Linked DNA regions of Xenopus laevis: region 1 is linked to region 2. A link is a contact called in public Hi-C data. All regions are on one chromosome and are shown on one strand. The core of a region is the stretch at or near the end of the contact, and the rest is flanking DNA. Distances in the headings are between cores, read along the strand shown. Region 1 holds the start of ddr2.S (discoidin domain-containing receptor 2). Region 2 overlaps olfml2b.S (olfactomedin-like protein 2B).

Region 1 (4,843 bases), core at 1,532-4,031, 90 kb after region 2:
TCAAAGATGATTGTTCTTGTGGTGACTTTTTTGTCTCTGCGTCTTTTTTGTCCAAAACCGTTGAAGTCAATAGGCGGTTTTTTTTCTTATGGCGACTTTTTTTGTCTTGGTGACTTTTTCTGTTCCAGGTACATAGTGATGGGCCCCTCTCTCATACTGCTTTAGGGCTGAAGGTGCAATAGACTTACCAACGTGCCAGTACAGTAAACTAAAGACGTATGCGAGAGCGGTGCATCACTACATGCCAGTACGTGTCTATTACTAACACCTTCAGCACACAGGCAGCAGTATAGACCAAGTGGCAGATCATTTCACTAATCATGTGCCCAAATATTAGTTGTTCACCTTCAAACACTTTTTTCAGTTTATTTGTATTTGTAGTTCAGCAGAAATTATGGGGCAAATTCACTAACAGGCGAAAATTTGCCAACGATTGCTTCGAGCACATCGCAACACTTCGCCAGGCGTAAATTCACCTGGACAACGCTAATTCACAAAGATCCGAAGTTGCGCACAGGATACCGAACACGAAATTACGCTCAGCAGTTTCGAAGTTACGCTAGCGTTGGCTAATTAGCATACGGCGTGCAGTTAAAGTACAATGGCCGTATATGCTGCAGCAAATACATTACACTACACAAGGCCAGGGAACCTTAATAAAATTATATAAAAGTTGTTATAATACCCTACACATGTGCCCACAGTTTAGTTTAGGTGCCATATGTTAGCAAATGTAGGGGGGAAGGATGATACCTGAAAAAAAAATTTACGATCTTTTTCAGTCTATCACCCTTTAAATAGGAAAGAACGCCAGCGATTTTTGGGACTTAGAAAAATTTTAAACTTTTTTTGAGGAACTCCTGTCTACTCTATTGCACTTCGCCTGGTCTGAGGTGGCGAAGGCAAGTCTGGCGATAGAGGTAAGGGTCAGTAAAATCAAAAACGTAGTGAATTTGTGTAGTAACGCTCTTTCGCCAGACCGTAAATTCGCCTGGTGTTAGAGTGCGAAGTTGCGCCAGAATCTATTTCCTTGGCGAATTTACACCAGCTACCGTTAGTAAATTGGCGAAGTGCTGAAATGACGTCACGCTGGCGATTTTTCGCCAGCGTTATTCACTTCGCCCTTTAGTGAATCTGCCCCAAAGACTTTTTCCAATGACTTTCTAATTTCTATTTGTGACAGTTTTTCTAACATTGGAGTGTAAAGTTTAATTTTTCACCTTCTAAAGCAGCTCTGGAAGGGGGGGGGGGTCGCCGACTCTTTAACTGTTCTAAACTGATACATTTAGTTGATACATTTGTTATCTTTGTCCCTGCTGAGCAGAATTCCACAGATACTGCTGAGAATTGTATTAACTAATTGTAGCAAATTGTAACCGTTCCGATGCTCCTGGATCACTGAGCTGCCAGACTGAAACACTAGAGACACGAACATTAAACTTAAATTTTGGGAAAACGGTAAAAAAGAAATGGAAGGCAATTGAAAAAAGCCTTTGTTTATGGTGAACAATCTGAAAACAACTGAACTGAAAAATGTGTTTGGAAGGTGAACAACCCCTTTAAAGTATAGAAATGTACAGCGCTTCTTAGTTCCCATTGTCATGCCTATATGTCTCAACTCACACAAAATTTATTTGTGCATCCTAGTTTACCCACCTAACTCAGCATTTGTAGTATCAGCCCTGTTACCCACATCAGTAATTTGTACCTGATTCTTTACTTTGACCATTGAAAAGCATAGCAATTTTACCCAAACCCACAAGAGCAGCTGGAGAGGATGCTTCATCCACTCACTATAATTGTCTTCTATCTTCATTTAATTATTCTGTTTACTTCTTTTTGTCTTCTCTTTTACGTCCTCCGTCCATTATTTCCTACCTACTGGGTTTTTTTTCTCTCAACACAAGGGTTTCTCAAGCTTAGCTTGCAGCATCAACTCTTCTGAAAACAGAAGGTATTTACTTGCCTCGTGCCACATACAAAATAAATACCAAAAAACTAGAGGCATTAAGGGCAGAGACATGCAAATCACTCCTGGTTTATAGCACAAATACAGCCTAATATCCAAACTTGTAGACAGTCTGTTTCTAGGCTATATCTGTGCTATTAAACCAGTGGTTGAAAGGGACATAAAGGAGTGATTTGCATGGCACCACCCATAATGCTTTATGTGAGAGTTAAAATCTAATTTTTGCATTTAAGGCAGTGCTATGTACTGTATATGACACGAGACAAGTAAATACCTTCTTTTTACAGAAGGCCTTATGCTTTTTGGCTCCTTTTAGCCTGTCTCACCCTAACTAGGCTAGGTTCTCTGCTTCTCAAGTTTAACTGACCTTGTTTCCAGGCCCGGATTTGGGGAAAGGCCCGGGCCTAGGACGGCAGGATTTTAGGGGGCAGCATGTTGCCCAACCGCATGCACATTGGTTCAAAAACACTAGGGATGCGCAGGAGATACAATAGTTTCCTGTGCACCAATCCCTATTGCTCTGGTCCCAATGATGAAAATTTGCAGGAATAAAGGGGAGGGAACAGGGGCGACAAACGGCAGTGGGCCTAGGGGCGCCGACTATGTTAATCCGGCCCTGCTTGTTTCCAGTATCTTTCGGCATTTAATCTTTATTAATTGTCTTTAATTTCCTGTATTTTCCCGAAAGAAAGAGAAACTGCAGGCCTTGCAATTTTGATATATGTCTTTTTTCACAGTAAACATTTCTGGGGTCAGGAGGAAAAAACCTGAGAGAGGCCAGTGTGATTGTGAGCTGCTTCCCCCCCCTTAATTGAAACCAAATGTTACTCAGGTTGCATGCTGGGAATTCTGGCAGTCAGTCTGTTTTAGCCAGAAACTAAACTTTTCTCAAAGGCAGCTTACATCAGGAACAGTACAGTCCCTCCCCGCAGACGTTTCCTTCGGAAAGTGCTCCTCCTCTTCTTTTTCCCCTCTCTCCTTATGCAGAAAACTGATAAAATTGAGAGAAAGTTTCACCAACAGATGATAATATGTGTTACCTCCAGCAGGCACAGGGACCCACAGCTTAATGGAATACACGGAAGTGCTTTATAATAAAGAAGACAGGACTTTTCAGAGATGACTGTGCCGCAGGAATGAAACATTGGCAGTAAAAGTGGATTGTTCACATATGAGCTGACAACTACAGCCTGGAGTAGCCACTTTACATCTCTTTTACAGGAAGGGATGGACGGGGAATTCTGTTAAAAAAGATGACTTTTCCCTGCTGATCCTAACAGTAGAGACTGGGTGTGCTTAGTGGATTAAAACAGAGAAGTCAAGTTCTGGAGAAGGTATTAAGTATATTTTTCTATATTTCCGATAATTTGTTTTTATCCTTTCTGTATATTTAATGCACCATTGGCATCTTATCTTTTGCCCAGTTGTTATTGACTATAGAACGGAGTGCATTTGTAACCAACTATTCAACGAGTTAGGCTGGCAGCATTCTGCTTGGCATGGAGTGGCTGGATCCTCTTGCAGAAGTGGTGATTAAATCAGTAGCAGTATAGACACAGAGTAGGGCTAGTGGCATCACTCATAGCTAATTCCAGTCTACTGATATGATATAATTATAATGTGAGTGTGTTCAGAAACCAGCACTCATAGTGGATCTGGGTTCTATGCTAATGCCAAGTGTGAGCAGGTATCACAAATAATGTACAATTGTCGCCAACGTGAAATCTGTCTCATTGTTGCATCATTTTATAAGGAATTGGAGGTTAAAGTTAACCCCAAAGATCATGCAACTGTACCTGATTTTTATATGAAAGTGTCACGTTTGCTGTGCAAGGCTCTGCTGCTTCTCTAGCTATTACATCCAGTTCCTCTATATTGGGATGTGCATTCGGCACTTTTATGTTTATCGTCCAGGTTTGTGATCAACTAATTCACACAGAGCTTTGCATAGTGGTACAGAGTGAGATACTATTATATGTACTCTGTAATTAGTCTCTGTTTTTAGGTAGTTGTGCATTCCCTGGTGTACAAGCTGGTGTATATATCTGTTCTGCGCAGCTTGTGTATAACTGAGTTTAACTCATTCATGGCTTGTGATCCAATTTAGTAAGCAGTGATAAACCGATGCATCCAGTGTGTAATAAAGTAGAGGAGATGTTTGCATGGAAGGCCGTCCATGGACAGTTTCTAGAACCCGACATTACTATTCAGTTTATTGATATCCAAAGTGCAGCCATCTTGTAGCCTTTAAGGGAATGTTAATATAATGCTATTACAGGTATGGGATTTCCTACCTGGGAACGGATATCCTGAAAGTCAGTTTTAAGCAAATAATTATTTTTCTAAAAATTATTTCTCTATAATAATGAAATAGTAGCTTGTACTTGACAATATCTAAGATGCATAAATCTATGTTGGTGGCAAAATAATCCTATTGGTTCATTTAATGTTCAGAGGAAAATAAAATGCACTGGGGGGGGGGTCGTAAGGCACCCCCAGTGAATATTACCACTAATCCATGCAGGTGCTTCTGTCTGCTGAAAACTGAACCAGCCCAGGGTGCATTTCCTGCTGCACCACTCTGTCAGCTTTCCTCTGCTCTGTCCAGAGAGCTGGTATGTACAGCAGAGTGCAACTTTAAAGTTTAAGACCCATCTTTACTCTACTGCACATGTGTGGTGTCCAGGACACCTGAAAATTACTGCTGGGACATTGGTGACGGCGTGCAGCAGGAATAGCATCCTGGCCAATCCAGGAATTAACAACGTTTTTAAGTATATGACAATTTCAATCTTGTAGAATCACTCACCATAGTAGAAATGTGGCCTCGGTGCTCCAGCCCCAGGCCCTCAGCTCAAGGGAGATCCGGCAAAC
Region 2 (4,748 bases), core at 451-2,950:
GAGATTTGGGTCAAAAATTTAAAAAATATCTCTAAAATAAATATAATGGTAATGGGTTGAAGATTTCTCATTTTTGTAATGTATGTTTATGAAGCTGGAGAAACAGTGAGTTAAAACAATCATGTCAGGGGCCCAGTGTGAATAGCTCCTAACTATAAAAGCCTGGCAGATAGATTATACGCTGAGCAATCTAAAGCACAATACTCCAGTATTCCAAACAGCTGTGACATATAGTATAAGCAATGCAAACACTATGAGGAATTTGCCCCACTAATGACAGACCTGCATTTACTAATGACAGTAGACAAAACATGGGGAATGGGATGAAAGGCAGCTTCTCTGTCTGCTGAAAGATTCCCTAGACATTGACGTAGAAAAATGTAATCTTTTCTTAGGGATGTGTTTACACATACAGGTACTCCTATCATTAACTGTTTAATTACATTGTTAACCCTTGTTTAGCACAATAGATTAGTGTAATAAAGAGATGCTGTCACCCAGAATATATAAGGCCCCCAGTTATGTTATTTTATGTTCTTGTTTTATACATAGTAGATGAAGTTAAAAACAAGCACATTTCCACTAACAATTAAGGTTATTATGGTTGCAGAATAATGTACTGTTTATCACTCACTGTAATCCCACAGTTCTACTTCTTCAACCCTGTGACATAACAATGCGGACACCAGAGCCCAAGGTTTTTAGACATTTGAATTATGTGTTCCTATCCACAAAGCAGTATGTGAGGTCTGATTTGGAACTTGGTCACAAAGTAAGGTGAAAACTGAAACTATTGAGAAAAGCGGAGGGAGCATCTTATCTGCCACGTCTTTATGTACAATGCTAAACTATCATAAATATAAATGTCTGGCCTCTTTTGTTTGATAGTGAGTAGCAGGGCTGCGTTTGTTGTAGGACTGCAAAGCTATGTGGCACGTACAGACCCCGAAATAAAGATATTTGTGTCCAAAATGGATTCATCAAGAACAATTCAGAATGCAATAAAATCACAAAAAAAATCCAATCAAACCAATAAACAGAATATTGTACAGCAAGACTGATGGGCAAAATGTTTATCGTATCGAGTGCAGTCAGGAGGGCCGCAACGTGGGTCAGATTTTAAGGCGCTGCTATTAGCTGATTTCATATTTGTAGCTCTGGCCAGGGACAGATTTTCCTTTGTCTCCCTGCTTTTCACGTGTTTGTCCTTGATGGATGGGTGGTGATTTTGGAAGCTTCAATCCCTCTTTTTTGGGATACTAGGCAGTACCTGAAACCCTCCTGTATGCCAATTCCCTAAGACCAAGCCCGGACTGGCAATCTGTGGGTTCTGGCAAATGCCAGAGGGGCTGCTGTATGTTTCCATAGAAAGTTACCATATAGTGGGCTGGTCGGGGCTGTTTGGGCTGGTGGGGGGCTGTGTACTTGGAATGGCAGGTCCTATTTTGACTCCCAGTCCAGGCCTGCCTAAGACTTACTTGCTAACGTGCAAATGTTCAATTTTATTTTATCAAGAATCATTAAATATTAAGTAAATATTTACACAGGAAGAACCCTCCTTCCACACCCTTTCCTACTTCTCTAATAGCTAGAGGGAGGCCGGGGCTAAAAGAAAACAGATTAACACCTAAAAGGGCCGCTTTACATTTACAGTCAGGTCACACAGATCTGAGAGCATTTTGTGTGCAAAGCATTTGGAAAAGTATTTGTATATGAGGCACAGGATAACTTTCCTGTATAGTAGTGACACCATGTGGTCAGTTTGGGGAATATGTTCAATCCTGCGTGTAGTTCAGCAGAGAAAGTGAATCTTTATACTTAATTTATTATTATTAACATGTATTTATATAGCGCCAACATATTTTGTAGCGCTGTACAGTAAATGTGATTATACAACTAAATCACATGAATTCTATACATAGAACATATGGAGTTACATACATCACAACCAATACCGGTACAAAAGATGAGGAAGGCCCTGTGCAGAAAGAGCTTACACTCTAAAGGGAAGGGAGTAATACACAAGGTGTGGGAGTGGGCAAGATCGAATTAAGTGGGTGAGAAATGTGGTACTGTATGTTGTGTTGCATTTGGTAGTTAAGCAGAGTGAGGGTAGGCTTCTCGAAAGAAGTGCGTTTTAAGAGATTTCTTGAAAGCAGAAAGGTTGGGAGAAAGTCAGACAGACCGTGGGAGAGAGTTCCAGAAGAGGGGTGCAGCCCTTGCAAAGTCTTGAATGCGAGAATGTGAGGAGGTATTGAGAGAAGAGTTGAGTAGCAGGTCAGTAGAGGAGTGTAGTAAGCGGTTGGGTGAGTGTATAGAGATGAGTTGCCATACATCTGTGTTTGGTTACATACATTAAAGCTGCCATACTGATCCTATATATAGAATCTCACCTACAAACTCCAGTAAATCAATCCACTCAAGTGCCCAATCATTTGTGAAAAGCCTAGATTCCTGGTTTGGCTTTTATAAGCACTAATTGTTTACAAAAAGAATCAGGCCATATGCAATCTGCCTCTTACGTTGTCTGCACACAGAATGATTCTGTTGGCCTGGGTAAAGGCACACATGGCTCATTTCAGTGCCGAAATGCAAACTCTCGCCTTTTGCCCCTGGCATCTATGCCTCCCCCATGCTCACTCTAAACATACATCAGTGGGGCACACAAGGTACTGTAGTGGGGTACCTTATGACAGAGGTGGGGCATACAAATAGAATGCAAATAATGTACTTTGAGTTCTCAAATTCACAATGTATCCAGAACCTTGAGCAGTGAAGATTTTGCGTCAGATGTGGGGGACTCAATGTATGGATAAGGGCAACACTTTAAGGGGATTATTTATCAAAATCAAAATTTTTCTTGTTTTTTTAAATAAAAAAAGTCCGACCAAACTAAAATCCACAATTTGCCCTTGTTTATCAATAAAAAAACTCGAAAAATCAGATTAGGGAAAACCGTGATTGTCTTGTGAAAAAAATAGACTTTTTAATGTATGGCGCCTGAAAAACCAGCGTCAACTCCCCAGAAACTCTGAACATAAATTCAGCAGGTTTTAGACAGAGAATTTCTGGATTCGAACTTGGAACAGATTGGGGGCATAATAAATTGTGAAAAAATTGTCTTTTTTTTACCACAACTTTTTGGTGTTTTCGGTGTTTTGATGCCGTGAAAAGAAATCTCGCCTTAATAAATAAGCCCCTAAGAGTATTTTGATGAACTGTGACTTCTTAAATACATCAAATTCATATTCTAGTTATCATTTTCAATAGGTCTACAAACTTTCAAAAATTTTGAAAAATGTAAGAAAACATTGAGTTTGCCTACAACAATGGCCACTGATGTCTATCTGAACTTGTTTTTTGTGCTTTATACATACCATACATTTGAGTTTTTGAAAATATAATTTGAATTCATGAGTTTAGGGCAGAGAAAATTTGAATTGGAATGCTGATCAATCAATCCCATAGAAAGCAAACATTGTACTAGAGTTTTCTAACACCTGAGTTTAAGAACCATTTCACTGTGACCAGGAAAATATCCAGAACATATCCAGAACCCTGAGCTGGGTGGATTTTGAGGCAAATACAAGGGATTCAATGTATGGATAAGGGTCGATAAAGGCAGTATTCTGAATCATTGATGCCCAATACCAACACACCTGTGACCTCTTAAAATGTTTTTTCTCTTTAAAATACCTGATTAAATACTCTGTTTTTTTTAGAACCAGGTACTGCAATCAGGGAAGTTTAGGAGGTCCCAGTAACATGGTTCAGGAGAGGGGAAGAGTCCTAGAGGGGCTTTGCTTTTCTTTAAGCATTTCAAAAACACACATTGAAGGTATTTGCTAGTGCTTTTTACCCCTTGGTTTTTGCTAAAATTAAGAAGTCATAAAAAGCACACTTGTTCAATGATTTTCACTAGAGGGCAGCATAACTTCTTCAGAATAGCATCTTGTAGCTTGGCTTATAACACTAAGGATAACACTGAATACTTTTTAACATACAGCAAATAAAAAACATTATAATTTTTAGTTATTAACAATTTTTTTAAAAAACATATTTTTCTATATAACCATTTAAATGCAGAACATTTTATTTACTTATAGATCTCCCAAAATGTATTAGGGCTGCTCTTTTTGTGGAACAGATCCATTCTTGGCCATACCTCCCAACAATTTGGAAATAGAAAGAGGGACAAAAAGATTTGGCGCACGGTGAACATTTTTTGACTGCGCCCTAATTACCATGTTCATTTTATAAAATTTGTCAGTTTATGAAAGTTTAACATATTTCTGTGGTTTTTATGTGTTATTACATTTTTGCTAATTACGGTGAATTGCCCTTTATGCTGCAAGTCACAGTTTCCCCAAGAGACCTGCTTATATTAAAGGGATCTATGGTCAAAAATCTAAATCCCCCTTTGGCTTTGGGGAGTTAATATAAGTGTTTTTCCAATAGCGATTAGTTATTTTTTATGAGTAGTTTTTCGGGCAATCACAGCACAATCATATCCTCCACATACCTGCACCAGCTTTAGCATCGCCCAAAACCTTCACGGCCCGTGGCGGTCTCCTCTTCTTGGTCCGCCTACCATTGCTAGTCCCCGCCCGCCTATCAATGAAAAACGAGTAGGCAGTGACGGTGGGAGTGATGGTGTGAGGCACATCGAGCCTACTCGTTTTTCATTGGTAGGTGGGGACTAGCAGAGGTAGGCGGACTGAGAAGAGGAGACGGCCACGGGCCGTGAA

The links. Hi-C and Micro-C count contacts between places; a contact is called where the count stands out from the background.
Region 1: a contact with region 2 is called in a Hi-C map of the XL177 cell line, with 2.5 times the contacts expected there. The contact joins the promoter of ddr2.S here to the enhancer-like site in region 2. A contact is called at or near these places in 2 of 4 Hi-C or Micro-C datasets (the XL177 cell line and the XTC cell line).

The regions. Positions count from the first base shown.
Region 1 is chr4S:98,052,844-98,057,686 of Xenopus_laevis_v10.1, forward strand. ddr2.S (discoidin domain-containing receptor 2) reads left to right here and starts at 2,782. Exons shown (of 17, transcript XM_018261185.2): 1 at 2,782-3,303.
Region 2 is chr4S:97,963,766-97,968,513 of Xenopus_laevis_v10.1, forward strand. All of the region lies in intron 1 of olfml2b.S (olfactomedin-like protein 2B), which reads right to left. Among protein-coding and RNA genes, the nearest start is that of olfml2b.S, 9.2 kb to the right of the region's middle. Within about 2 kb of position 1,701, at least 1 of the 7 cell types and tissues checked has an H3K27ac peak or open chromatin away from gene starts, as enhancers often do.